Linked DNA regions of Manis pentadactyla: region 2 is linked to region 1. A link is a contact called in public Hi-C data. All regions are on one chromosome and are shown on one strand. Each heading gives the region's core, a stretch centred on a gene start, on an enhancer-like site or on the middle of the called end of the contact. The rest is flanking DNA. Distances are from core to core; before and after follow the strand shown.

The links. A called contact is a pair of places that touch in the nucleus more often than the background predicts.
Region 2: a contact with region 1 is called in a Hi-C map of skin fibroblasts, with 6 times the contacts expected there. The contact joins the promoter of HAUS8 here to the promoter of ANKLE1 in region 1. A contact is called at or near these places in 2 of 3 Hi-C or Micro-C datasets (fibroblasts and skin fibroblasts).

The regions. Positions count from the first base shown.
Region 1 is chr12:23,420,382-23,426,568 of mManPen7.hap1, forward strand. It overlaps ANKLE1 (ankyrin repeat and LEM domain containing 1), which reads right to left and starts at 3,739. Exons shown (of 10, transcript XM_036893377.2): 1 at 3,545-3,739; 2 at 3,319-3,471; 3 at 2,835-2,940; 4 at 2,591-2,729; 5 at 2,289-2,345; 6 at 1,611-1,793; 7 at 1,313-1,490; 8 at 865-1,024; 9 at 630-759; 10 at 1-374. The coding sequence starts at 3,606. The coding sequence ends at 202. It overlaps BABAM1 (BRISC and BRCA1 A complex member 1), which reads right to left. Exons shown (of 10, transcript XM_036893384.2): 9 at 5,979-6,065; 10 at 3,906-4,098. The coding sequence ends at 4,078.
Region 2 is chr12:23,556,001-23,562,765 of mManPen7.hap1, forward strand. It overlaps HAUS8 (HAUS augmin like complex subunit 8), which reads left to right and starts at 3,408. Exons shown (of 11, transcript XM_036893343.2): 1 at 3,408-3,629. The coding sequence starts at 3,601. It overlaps MYO9B (myosin IXB), which reads right to left and starts at 3,324. Exons shown (of 40, transcript XM_057490231.1): 1 at 3,189-3,324.

The DNA.
Region 1 (6,187 bases), core at 2,489-4,988:
CCTCTGCTCCCTATCTGTTCTCCCATGATGGGAGCTCACTACCTCTCCAGCAGTTCCATCTGTAACAAACCTCCCCTCAGCCTGAGGGGGACATCGGCCCTGCTGTGCAACTTGGGTAGAGCTGGAGGTCGGTGGCTGCTTTCAGCATGGGGCAGCCGCAACACTCAAACACCTTAGGCTGGATGGCCAATTCCCCAGGACTCAGCTGCAGGCTTGGATGTCCTGGGGCCGCAGCTCTCGCTCGCCCTCAGCCAAAAAGACAAGGAGGGCACGGTGCAGCAGATGCACCCCCAAGCGGCGGCGCCGGGCTGGTGGCCAGCTTGCCACCACTCCGTAGCAGTGCCCTTGTTTCTGGTTGGTCAGTGTCTGGATCCCTGGAGAGATTGAGGGTGAGGTAACAGGAGCAGCCTCAGGGAACCCCTGGCAGAAGTATGTGACAGTGAACCCACTGTGTATTGCCCTCGAGCAGGGATAAACCAATGGAGTAAAATATGTGTTCATGCAGTACAGAGTGGTACTCAATAATTGCTAATTGCATGAATGAAGAACCCTGAGAAAGACTGAGGGAATTGGTAGATTAAGTGCCCCTCATGTGACCCCCACCAACACCTGACAATGCACGTGCCTACCTAGAGCATCCACAAGACACGCCTCTCGAGTGTAAGCCTCCACAGCGACCACATGCTGGAAGCAATGCAGGGAGACAACACCACGACCACTGGCCCAAATGTCCAAGATCTGGTGTACCTTGGGGCAGGCCTTGGAGTGAGAGTGGGATCAAGAGTCAGTACCCCACTTCCCTCCTTCCTCTACCTCCCCATGGCCCAGCTGTCCCTGCCATGACCCTGGTCCTTATCCTCACACCTGTTTTCCCAGCTGCCTGTGGTGGCTGAGGGCTTCCCAGAGGTGGACATCTGGTCGGGCTCGTGTCCCCTTGCCCACATAGAAGATAGCATGAACAAAAGTCTGAAGGCATTCAACTGGGGTCAGTGAGAAGGCTCGAGCTGGCAGGTCCTGAGTCTCTCTGGATGAAGGGTGTGGCTCAGAGAGGAAGAGACAAGAGTCGCCCCCAAGACAGTCTGTAACGTCACAGAGTAACTTGAACCCATGTCCAGTGACCCCTTCTATAGGGCAGAGAGTGGTGGCTGCTCCCCAAGGACACTCAGCAGCTTGAACTGAATCCAGCCAACCTTTTACAGATAGAGAAGTTGATGACCAGAGAGGGCCAGTCCTTCCAAAGGACACACAGCAAATAAGAATCCATCTCAGAACTTTCCAGCTCCCACTTCTGGGTCATTCCTGCTCTGCGTACCTGGGGTCCAGCAGCAGATACGTGAAACTGGACTTCACAACTCCCTCCCGCCACCTTCTGTTGGGATCCAGCCGCTCAAACTGCTGGGCAAGCGCATCCTCATCTGCCTGGGCATTGGGGATACAGCCTGTCCGCAAAGCCTCAGCCAGCTCTGGGCTGTAGCCTGAAAAGTCTGGACCTGGGAAGGGAAACTGAGTCAAGGGAGACACAGGAAGAGGTGGTTCCCAGACTAGGACTAAGAGTCGGGGGTCTCCAGGGATTCCTGGAGGTCCTCTCTGGGTGCCCAGAAGGAACTAACCAGGAACAGCCTGGGCTTCTTCCAGCTGTCGGAGATAGCATGGCCGGGTGAAGGGTGTGATGGGGCCGGGGCTCTTGCCAAGAGCTCGGAGTTCTTGTAGTAACTCCAGGTCAGACAAGGCAGGTACCGGCAGGCACTGGCAAGAGGGTGCAAGGTCCCTGCCACCTGTGGAGCTTTCATCCTCTGAGAGCCAGAGGATGAACACATCACTGTCAAGGGACAACTGGTCGTCTGTTAGGAGGTGGAGGTCAGGGGATCCAGGCAGTGGTTCCTGAGGGGGACTACGAATGGGGCTCCCATCTGGGAGGGATGTGGGGGAGAGGGAGGCAGCTGAGGAGGTCAGAGTCAGGGCCTCTAGACAGGCATTCAGCTCTGCCTCCCTGCCTGCCATGATGGCTCGATGCACCCACTGTGGGGTACCTGGAGACCTTGGCACTCTCTGGGAGGGCTGGACAATGGACAGGAGGCCCTGCCTGGTCTGAGGCAATGACACACCCCAGGGAGAGATGTGGTCCTCGGCTCCAGAGGCCTCGACAGCAGTGACAAAGGAGTCATCTGAGCTGCAGTCCCAGGGCCCCAGAGGGGAATCTGAGCTCTCATCCTTCATGGCGACCTCAGGGTGGGCACAGAGGCTGGGAGAGCCAGAACCAGCCTCCAAGCCCGTATCCTTGCTGTCACCTCCGCCCAGGCCTGTAGAGTCCGGCATCACATCAGGAGGTCCCCAGGGGCCTGGGCCTGAAGCAGGAGATGAGAGTGGTGGTCAGAGAGTAGGGGAGGGGGGAGCCAGAAGTAGAGATGGGAGTCGGATCAGACAGGAAGAAACCGCTGGAGGCGCGGGCAAGATGGAGAGAATCCGAAGCAGCCAGATTTGGCCAGAGGCGCTGGATGCGAGACAGAATGATCTGGAGAGAGTTGGACATCAGAGACACACAAAGCTAGAACGGAGGCTAAGCCCCACAGGCAGCGCAGGCCCCACTCACTGCCAGCCTCGGGCTCAGGCTCAGGCACAGGCTCCTGGGTCTTTGTCCGAGTCCAAGTCCTCCTGTCGAAATCCCGCAGGACGCACGCGCAGTCCTGGTGCAGCTGCTGCTCAGCCAAGTCCAGCGGCCGGAGTCCGTCCTGCCGCGGTGCTGTCAGCAGGGGGCGCCCGACACCCTCCTCCCTCCATTCTCGCTCCCAATCTCTCTGGGTCCGCCCTGCGGCTATGGACGCTGCGCGCCGCACCTGATCGCGCAGCTCGGGGTCAGCTCCCTGGCTCAGCAGCAGCTCCAGGCCGCGGCGACAGCCCCAGGCGGCGGCCACATGCAATGGTGTCAACGCCTCGGCCGATCTGGGGCAGGAACCGGGGAAGGGTCAGCGGAGAAGGGAATTCGATCCCCGGGTCCCCGAGCCTTGGCCCTCGGCTTCCCATCTCCACCTGCTGCCCTGAGACCACCCTCGGAACCTAGATCCTAGCCCTTGGGCTGGGACCCAAACCTCTGCTCTCTGACCCTAGAGCCTCTCTGCCTCTAGATCTGTAGCTTCGATCCCACTTCGGCCCCAGAGAAGCCTCATACCCCACTCTCAGTCTGGGACTCTACCCTGCCTGCCCTTTGACTCTGAGTTCAAAATCGCCAAGCCCCAACGTTGGGAACCGAGTTCCCGCCCTCACTCTGGAGACCACTCCCCTGTTTCAAAGACCCAACCCCTGGCCCAGGCCCCGCCTCACCGAGCGTTGGGGTCCCCTCCTCGGCGCAGAAGAGCTTCCAGGCAGCGCACACCTCGCGGGTATCGGGCCCCGGCCGCCAGATGTATGGCCGCCGCGCCATCCGCAAGCACCAGGTTGGGGTCAGCGCCGCGGTGCAGCAGCTCCTCCACCGCCCTACGGGCAGGTGGTCAGAGTGGACCATGACCCCCGCCCCGCACCCAGCCGGCCCCCAGGGCCCCGCCCTCACCGCGGCTCCTCCTCCCGCAGCGCTGCCCGCAGCCGCAGCGCCAGGTCAGCCCCAGCGCCCATGCCCTGGCACGACCCCGAACCCTGCAGCCCGGCCCGCCGATTTTCAATTTCCTGAGGCGCCCTCGTGCGCAAGCGCCGCCCCGCCCCTCGACTCCGGTCCCCGCTCCCTGGCACCGCGCAGCAGCCTCAAGCCAGCCGGGTTGGGGAGATTTTGCGCCCTCCCTAGCCACGACACCAAGTTGAGCTCCAGCGGGACCTGGGGCTGCCGATAAAGGCAGGGACGGGTGGCTTATCTCGTTTCTAAACGGAACGGGAAGGCACCTTGCCGGAGTGGGTGGAGTTACGGGCAGAATGGGACCCACGGATATCCCCGGGGCATACAGTCTCCTGGACAGCTTTGTTAAGGCACCTAAGCTCGCACAGCACCCGTACTATGTAAGCCTTTGATTAACAGCTACCGCCTCCAGAAGCTCTGAGTGGCCCATTTTCATGTCCCCAGAGCCCGGACTCTGTAACTGTAGCGCGGGGGCCTCAGGGCCTTAGTTTCACCATCTGCAAAATGGGACAATAATCTATTCCAGGATGCTGTTAAGTTGAACAAAGCTTTCATCACTGGGGTCTGGCACTTGGGTGCCCAATAAATGCTCATAAGGAGGAATAGCTGTTGTTCAAAAAAGCTATTTTCATTTTATATGGCACTGAGAGAACCTCGTAGGTAACTTTTTTTTTTCTCACAATTGCTATACAGATAGTTGAATGGTGGGCCTCTCCCTTCCTCTAGAGTGCACAGTGCACCCAGTTTCCTGATGGAGCTGTAAATCCTCCCGTCCCAGAAAGGCTTGACGGCCAGTCAGGGCATCCCACAACTGTGGCCCATGACTGGCCCAATGCAAGGTCACCTGGCCCAGGCAAGGCTGTATGCTAGTGCTGGGAACCCTCACTTCACCTGGGTTGGGGTTTGCAGAGTGGTCCCAGCCATCTCATCCCTTTCCACGGATTGGGAGACAAGCAGGGCACACTTAACATCACCCAGGGTATTTTAGCCCACTCCCAACAGTAATGTCGGAATGGCTGGATACACCCAAGCCTGAAGCTGCACCTTGGTTTCTCATCCACAAGAAGCAAGACTTTCCCTTTATGTTCGGTGGGCAGGTTTTCTGTCACTTGCAAGAAGAGCTCAATTAACACAAGGTGATTGTTGTGGACCTCAGTTAGGGACCCTCAAGATTTTTATTTTGATGACAAAAATCACACAGAGAACAAAAATTACAATCGACAAACTGGGAGTGGGATGTAGCCTGGGAAACTGGGAAACGGGTGCCAAAGAGTCCCTGCCATGTTTCCTGGAAGCCTGAGTTTCCTTCCAGGGTCCCCTAGGTCCTCTGAGTACCTCCTGGAATCCCACAGGGTCCCACAGAGTCCAGTTTAAGAACCAGCATTCTAGGCCAAGGGTTTCATTGTACAAAGTTACAAGGATGTAATAAGGTACACAAGTGTGGTTCAAACAGTGGCCTCAACCTCAGTGGCTTCATCCTCCTCCTCCAGCAGGCTATAGGATGCATGACTCTGGCAGGGCCGCTGCAATGGGTGAGCCAGTAGTTTGGCCATACAGTTGTGCAGCTCGAGGGCTGGCCCAGCCAGCGCCACCTCGTACTTGTAACTGGTACCCTTGGTATCCAGGCTGCCCATGAAGGCAAACATTTCCTGTGGGGCCAGGGAGGGGCTGTTCAGGCAGGGGCTCCCAGGACAGGCCCTCCCTGCCCCTGGAAGGCTTTCCAAAGGAGGGGGCATTAGGTGAGTTCTAAAGGATGAAGAGGAGTTTGCCTGACAAAAAATATATCTACACTGGGCAAATATTCCCTACCCCAAGCCTACCTCCCAGTGTTACAACCTCAAGAGGTCTTAGTCCTGGAGCCCCTAGTCTGGAGAGACACAGTCAGATACACACTAGTGATAGTCCCCAAGCTGATCTTCCCTGGCGTGCAGGGAAAGCTTCCCAGAGTAGGGACTTTTGCGTTAGGGTATTGAGGTATAGGTAGGAACTGGTCTCAACTCTCCCTATTCAGAGTTGGATAAACTAAGGCTCAGAGAGATAAATGGCCTACTCAGGATCCTACAGCTAGTTCAGGGCTGGGATGTGAAGGCAGGGAGGGAAGGGGGCTCCAGGCAGAGGACACAGCAAGAACAAAGGCAGGAAGAGAGAGGAGATGATATGGGCAGGACTCTACATGCTCCTGGAGCCAGCATGCCAACATTCCCCACTAGCTCACAGCAGGTGTGGAAGCGGTTGCTGAATGACTAAATAACAACGATCCAGTAGGACCAGCGATCCAGGGCTGCAGTGGAGACGGCTCCTCCAGGCATATGGCAGGTGGGCTCTGAGAAACCCCATCTATGCCCACCCGCCACCCACCCACACAGCAGCGTCTCACCTTCCAGCTCATCTCCTCCTCCTTCTCATCAGTGCCATTGTGGAGGTAAACAATATCGAAGAAGAAATACGGGCACTGGAACATTTTCTGCAGGGGAAGAACACCAGCCTTTGGGCAAGGGCAAGGGCACCCCACGCTCCACGCTCCCATGCCCCCCATCCCCCAGCTTCTGCCTTGGACTCTGGGAACCTGCCTGAAGGTGCCACAGC
Region 2 (6,765 bases), core at 2,158-4,657, 140 kb after region 1:
GGTGCCTGCAGAAATCCAGGTCGGGTGTGAGACAAAGGAGAGAGAGACAATGGCATCTACTGTCCTGGCTCGTGAAGATGGCCCTGGCTCACCGCTTGTTCCCCCTTCTGCTGTTCATTCTTGGGGCACGCTAACTCCCCCATGGTCCATTCCCAGTAGTGCCTCTTTTTTATCAGGACTCCAGATTAAGAACTGATTGGAAGGTATAATTCAGTTTTTGGTCTCTTTTCCCCACACCTGCCCTTGGCAGTGGTTTGCTGGCAGGTCAACGAACACCAAGGATTCATTAGAGGCAATGGTGGGCCTAGGGCAGGAACCAGAATTTACCAGAGAGCAGTGATTCTGTAGTACATGTAGCAGTGATTCTTGTTCTCCAGGGGACACACAGCCAGCCATATCTGGGGACATATTTCATTGTTACAACTTGTGCAGTGGGACGTTCACTACTGGCATTTAGTGGGTGAAAGCCAGGGCTGCTGCCCCATGTCCTATAATGCACTGAGTGGCCCTCATAGCAAAGAATAACCCAGCCTCAACCGTCAATGGTGCTGTGGTTGAGCAACTGCTCTAGCAATTTGCTCTTCACCAATTTGAGGTTAGCAATGATCCTGTCTCTAGAAAGCCCAGGGAGCCATCTCTGATCTTGTCGCCTGCCTGAGCCTCAGTTTCTATGTCTGGAGAAATAGAACAAGGCCTCCCTGGTTGCTGTCTGGAAGAATAAAAGAGTTGGGATAGAAGTATCTATCTCAAAAGATGCTCAATAAAGGGCAGAGCCATGCAGGGAATTCTCTGCCAGGCTTGGTTTGACACCTCTGTGCTCAAGGCCTGGTTGGATGCAGCCACCTCTTCTGAGGAAACCTGACAGTATTTTCCATGCTCTGAAGCTTGCAGATCATCCTTGATTCTGTCCCCACGACTTCGTGCACCACCTCTGTTGCTGCACTGACCACCCACTCTGAACTCTGTTAGTCCCAGGATGGGGTGCTGGGGGAACGATGACAAACATGTCCTTTCTCCAGAGCATGACGACTCATCCCCCAGCACCTGGTACCATCAGCTTTTGCTAAAGTGAATTCTGGGCCCATCCAAGATACATGCCTCTGGGAAGACAGGGAAAGGGAAGGAGCAAGTTAACAAGCCCCTATTAGGGAAAGAAAATGGATCCTATAGCCAGACAGAAAGGGGAGACTAAAGTCTCCATTTGCTTCTCCCGAGTCACAGGCCTGGACCTGAGGGACAGTCTTACTAGGGATTTCCAACCAGAAGGATGCAGAGGAAGCTTTGGGAACAGGTGCAATGTGCAAAAGCACATACAGTATTTGTGGAATTTTCTATATGAAAGATAAGGGACCAGTGGAAAAAAAAAATCGTTCCAGACATAAGTAGAATGGAAAGCTGAACAAAGTCAGATGGCTGCAGCGAGTTTCAATGCTGATTCACCACTGCAGGGCTGCATGAAATCCAAGGGAGCCATGTGCTGGATGCCAATATTGTCAAGAGGGGGTTGGGTTTCAAAGTTGAAAAAGGTTGACTGAGACCGATCCATTCATTTTGCAGGTGACAAAGCAGACAGAGAGACTTGACCTGGGTCAGGACCCTCAACACAAGACCCTCTGTGACAGCCTGCCTGGTTATGCTCCTGGCTCAGGGAGGGGACAGAAGTTGGGGCCATGCAACTTGAAGATTACGGTCCTGTTCAGGAGGTGTCCTGGCCAGGGCAAGCCCATGCTCAATGTGTGTCCTGGGCAAAGTGAGGCCTAAGGGCCAGAACATTCTGGAAGTTAACAGGATGGTTACCTCTCTGTGGTTCTCTTTACATTCAAGCTATACAGATTCATTTAAATGAACTATAAACCCAGGCTCCCCAGCCCTTTCCCAAACAAGGATTCCCACAGTTGGGAAAGAAATAAATGCTGATCAAAACCACCCAGTCTAAGGCCCAGGCCCACCGGATGGTAGAACAACCTCCCAGCAGCCCAAGTCAACTCCTCCTGTACCTGGATGCTTGAAGAGTCTGCAGACTCAAAGCCTAGAACACGGATCAGGAAGGCAGGAGCTGGGACCCTCCAACAGCTCCCCCCTCACACGAAGACGTAGGAGAGGCTTTCCCTACAGACCCCAGTCCTCAGGGTGCCCTGGGAAGGAGGCAGGACACGCTTCCAGGGCTGAGCTCACGGCCGCCGGGGGACAAATTTCCTGTGTGTTGTTTTACCCATTTAAGTCCAAGGATGCAACTCGGAGGAGGTGGTGACAGCCCAGCTCACACGGGTGCGTGCACACCCACTCCCTCTCCTCTGAAACCCAGTTCCGGCCCCAGAGAGGCCCAGAGGCTTCTTCCTTGCTCCCCGGGACCCCTGGGCTCCAGCCAGCTCCTGTCTTAAGAAGAGAGTAGTGCCGTTTGCAAGTTCGGAATACTGGAATATCTGGGACTCGCCGGTAGTCACCCAGTCGTTGGGGGTGAAGTCAGGAAGAAAATAAATCAGGAGGGGAAGGGAACCCCTCCAATCTCCATGAGTTGCACCCCAACCTCTCTGTATGGGGCTACTCTACTCCCCTCCCTCCCCTCTTCCCAGGCCCCCACAGCGGGACCTTAGTTCTTGCTACAGCTTCCCCACTTCTACCCCTCTCATTCCCCACTTCCTCCCTTCCCAATTGCGCCGGCCCCCACCCAGTGGGTTCAGACCTCTCGCATTTCGCGCGCACCCACTGAGTCCCAGGCGCCGCCCTCCCTCGGTACCATTCTTCTCTTCCAGCCACGGTCGGAAGCCCCAGAGCCGTCCCGCACCCCTTTCCCCAATCGCACCCCGCCGTGCCTCCATCGGCCTTGCCCCTCTCCCCTAGCCTGGGCCTCTCAAGTCTGCCTTCTTGCCTCTCCCCCTCCCAGCCCCATTTCCTGCGACCCCCCAACTACCACTTAAGCCACGTTCTCTTCACAGAAGCTGCTCGAAGCCACAAGACCGCCTCCACTCACCCGCCGCAAATTCCCTCACCAGGAGGCCCATCCCATCAGCTTTCCCCAGTCTCGTCCCGCTTCCACCCGGTCTCCAGCAACCCCTTCACGACCCCCAAGCTCGTTTCCGCCCCCTCGACCCCGTCTTCGCTCTTCCTCCACTCCGTCCCCCTACAAGGCACCCCGCCTACGAGAGCTTCAACATCGAGCCCCCGACCCAGGACTGCCCGGCACTCACCTGGGCCTTGGCCACCGCGCGCCGCAGGTCCCGGGCCGGGTCCCTGCCCGGCCGCCCGCCCACTGCTGGTCCGGCCGCTCCGCTCCGCCCCGCCGCGCCCGCCGCTCCCCCGCGCGCTCCTGCTTCCGGGTTCCGGGGGCGGGGCCGAGGGCGTGACGCCTGCGCGCCTCGGGGCGGAGCGCCAGGAATCCCCGCCCTCCCGGTCCCGGCCCCTCCGCCTGCCGCTGGCGGGCGAAACCAAGTGTGAGGGGAGGACAGAGAGGCGCGCACTCAGGAGTTGCCCGTTTCACCCGCACCCAGACACCCCGAGGCCCGCAGCCACACCTCCCGCGGCGCAGCAATATAGCCCGGCCCGGGGCGAGGGGGTGGGACCCGGACTTGAGAAGTGGGCCTTTGAGTTGAAGGCGGGAAAATGGCGGATTCCTCGGGGCGCGGTGCTGGGTGAGTTGAAGCGCTATGGGTCCGGATTTGTGGGTGCTGGCGGGAAGACTTACTATGGCCGAGGGCTGGGCCAGGGAAGGAGCAAAGTTGGGTGCGGGTATCCTCGGGTGAGTCCAGTTCGGACCCCCGAGGATGCGCAGCTGTGGAAGGCGGGAGGAGGCCTCTGCGCATGTTCAGGAACGTGGGCTCAGTTCCCTACCGAAAGAGTTCGAGTCCTCCGTCCGCCGCTTCGATCTTGGGTGATTTCTGGTTAAGTGGCATAACTTATGTGTGTGTGTCTTGGTTTCTTCCCCTGCGAAGCGATGTTGACGACTGTCTTCCTAATGGGTTTCAGCCCCGGGCAAGTTCGCTATGGATTCAGTGTGATCAAAGAAACTGACGACAAAACGTTCTTGGGGTGAAAGGGTTATACCCAACTTTATTTCCAGGTGGCAGGTCAGTCCCAAAAATCCTGTTCACTCAGAACGAGTCAGCATGCAGTAAGCCGGTCTCTGCCTCTGGGCCCCTCTCTCCGCACAGCCGTCCTCAGGGCCTCTGTCCTTGGCGCTGCCACTCTCATTTTATCCACTGTGACACCACTGCTCAACCTACAGTGCTCGGCCCCTCAATGTTAATCTGTCGCTATTACTATGGCCATTTTGTAGTGGACAAGGGTTGGGCCCCTAAAGTATCTCCTTTAGTCTTCCCACTCGCTTTTCCTATGCCTCCCATTTACAAATGAGAGGATAGAGGCTCAGGGAGGTGTGGATAAAATGAGAGTTCCTGTGGCCAGGATTCTCACCTGGCCCTGGCTGACTAGCTCACTGCACACCTGTGGGCAATACATGGCTGTTGACTCTATAAAAGAGCTCCGCCCAGTACTCTGGGCGCGACATGGTGGCAGGGCTTCAAGGCTGCAGGAGAGCAGAGCAGAGGACAGAGGCCCAGAGGATGGCTGTGCAGACAGAGAGGCCCAGAGGCAGAGACCGGCTTGCTGCATAAAGACTCGTTCTGAGTGGATGGGATTCTAGTGACTGACCTGCCACCTGGAAATAAAGGGTATAACCCTTTCACCCCAAGAACGTTTTGCTGTCAATTTCTTTGGTCACATTAAATCCATAGTGAACTTCCCTGGGGCTGAAACCCATTGGCAAGACAGGAGGGAAGGTCATTTGCTAAGGGTCACACAGCAAGAACAAGAACAGAGGTGAGATTCCAGGGCTGTGATTGTTTTATTTACTAGTCGTCTGATGTTTATTGTCCCAGAGCAAATTAAAATTTAACAGACCAACTGAAATCACTTGTCTTTTTTCCATGGCCCCTTGCCTTAAATGTGAGATTGACATTAGCCTATCCGAGGTTGGTGGGGGAGGTGCCTGAGATTGGCACGAGTGTAGTTAACACAACACATGTAGTTAACACAACGCAGGTGTAGACCATTAGGTAGATTCTTGCTCTGCCCATTTCCTCCTCTGAAACTCGCCAAGGGTGACCCATTTAAGCCTTCTGGTCTGGAAAATGAGGATAAAGCAAGTCAATGATTAGGTATTTGTAGGGTTGAGAGGATTCTGTGGGGCCCAGCAAGCATTTGTTAGTTGCCACTCCTGACTGGGCTGGAGCTGCCCCCAACACTGCCTGGGTCTCACCTTGGGTTCCTTGGAGCCTGATAACCAGGAGGTAGCTGCAGTGACCGCAGGAAGGCAGCCACCACTGCTAGAGCCTGTTGTCAGCAGAGGTTACAGCTCTCAGGTCCCTGCCTGGCCCCTCATCCTGCTTCTCCTGCATGGCTGGTCTCTGTCCGTGGCATTGTGCTCTCCCAGACCAGACACCTAGGCAGCATCCCTGACTCTTGAGCACCTACCAGCTGCTTAGTGATTCCCACCTTATGACCCCTCTCTTCTACTACAGGCTTCTTTCTTTATTTTTCTAAATTCAGCTGAAGTGCATATAACATCAAATTAACCATTTTGAAGTGAGAGATTCAGTGGCATGAAGACATTCACAGTGTTGTGCAGCCACCACCTGTACCTCATTCCAGAACACTTTCATCTGCCCAGGAGGAAACCTGTGTCCATTAGCAGTCACTCCCTGCTCTTTTCTGCACCACAACCTGCTTTCTGTCTCTATAGATTTGCCTGTTCTGGACTTTTCATATAAATGGGATCATGCAGCATGTGGCCTTAATGTGTTTGGCTTCTTCCACTCAGGGTAATGTTTTCGAGAGTCAGCCATCATGGTGAATGTCAGTACTTGACTCCTTTTTAGGCCTGAATAATGGTCAGGGTTCATTATTTGTTGATGCGTCCAATCATTTTGTAGCAGCTTTCGGAATTCTCTCTGTTTAGTCCCATGCTCTCGATCACCCATTCCCCATGCTGGGGGCTCTCAGTCCTGACAGTGCTGACATTCTGCGGCCATCCTGTGTGCTATAGGGTGTTGCACAGCATCCCTGGCTCCCACCCACTATACCAATACCACCTCCTCTATTCTGACAATCACACATCTTCAGACATTGCCAAATGTCTCCAGGGGTCAGAATTGCCCTCCAGTGAACACCTCTGAGTTATTTGTCTGACAGGTATTTATCAGGTGCCTCCTAATCTGCCAGGTTGTGGGTGTTATGGACTGAGTATTTGTGTGTCTCCCTCACCCATCCCCACATTCATATGTTGAAGCTCTAACCGTGTGTGGCTGTATTTGGAGATGGGGTCTCTATGGAAGGAATTAAGGTTAAGCGAGGTCATAAAGGTGGGTGCTGATCCAATTGGACTGATGTCCTTATAAGTGACTCCAGAAGGCTTTTCCTGGCCCACCTTGTGCTCACAAGAGGTGACATGAACCCCCAGTGTGAAGGCAGCTACCTACCTTGCCCACACCTTGATCTTGGACTTCCAGCCCCCAAAACTGTGAGAAGTAAAAATCTGTTATTTAAGCCGCCAGCCTCGTGTTTTGTCCTGGCAGCTCAAGCAGATGAATACATAGGCACTGGGGAATGGTGAGGAGCAGACTTGGTCCCTGTCCTTCTAGAACCTGAGGGCCTGTCTATTCCCAGCTGCCAGTGGTCTTCATGAAATACAGCTTTAACAGTGACCCTCTCCTGTTGCCTGTAGCAGGGCTCCACACACAAGAGACTGCAAGCGAAAGCTAGAGCACCCCC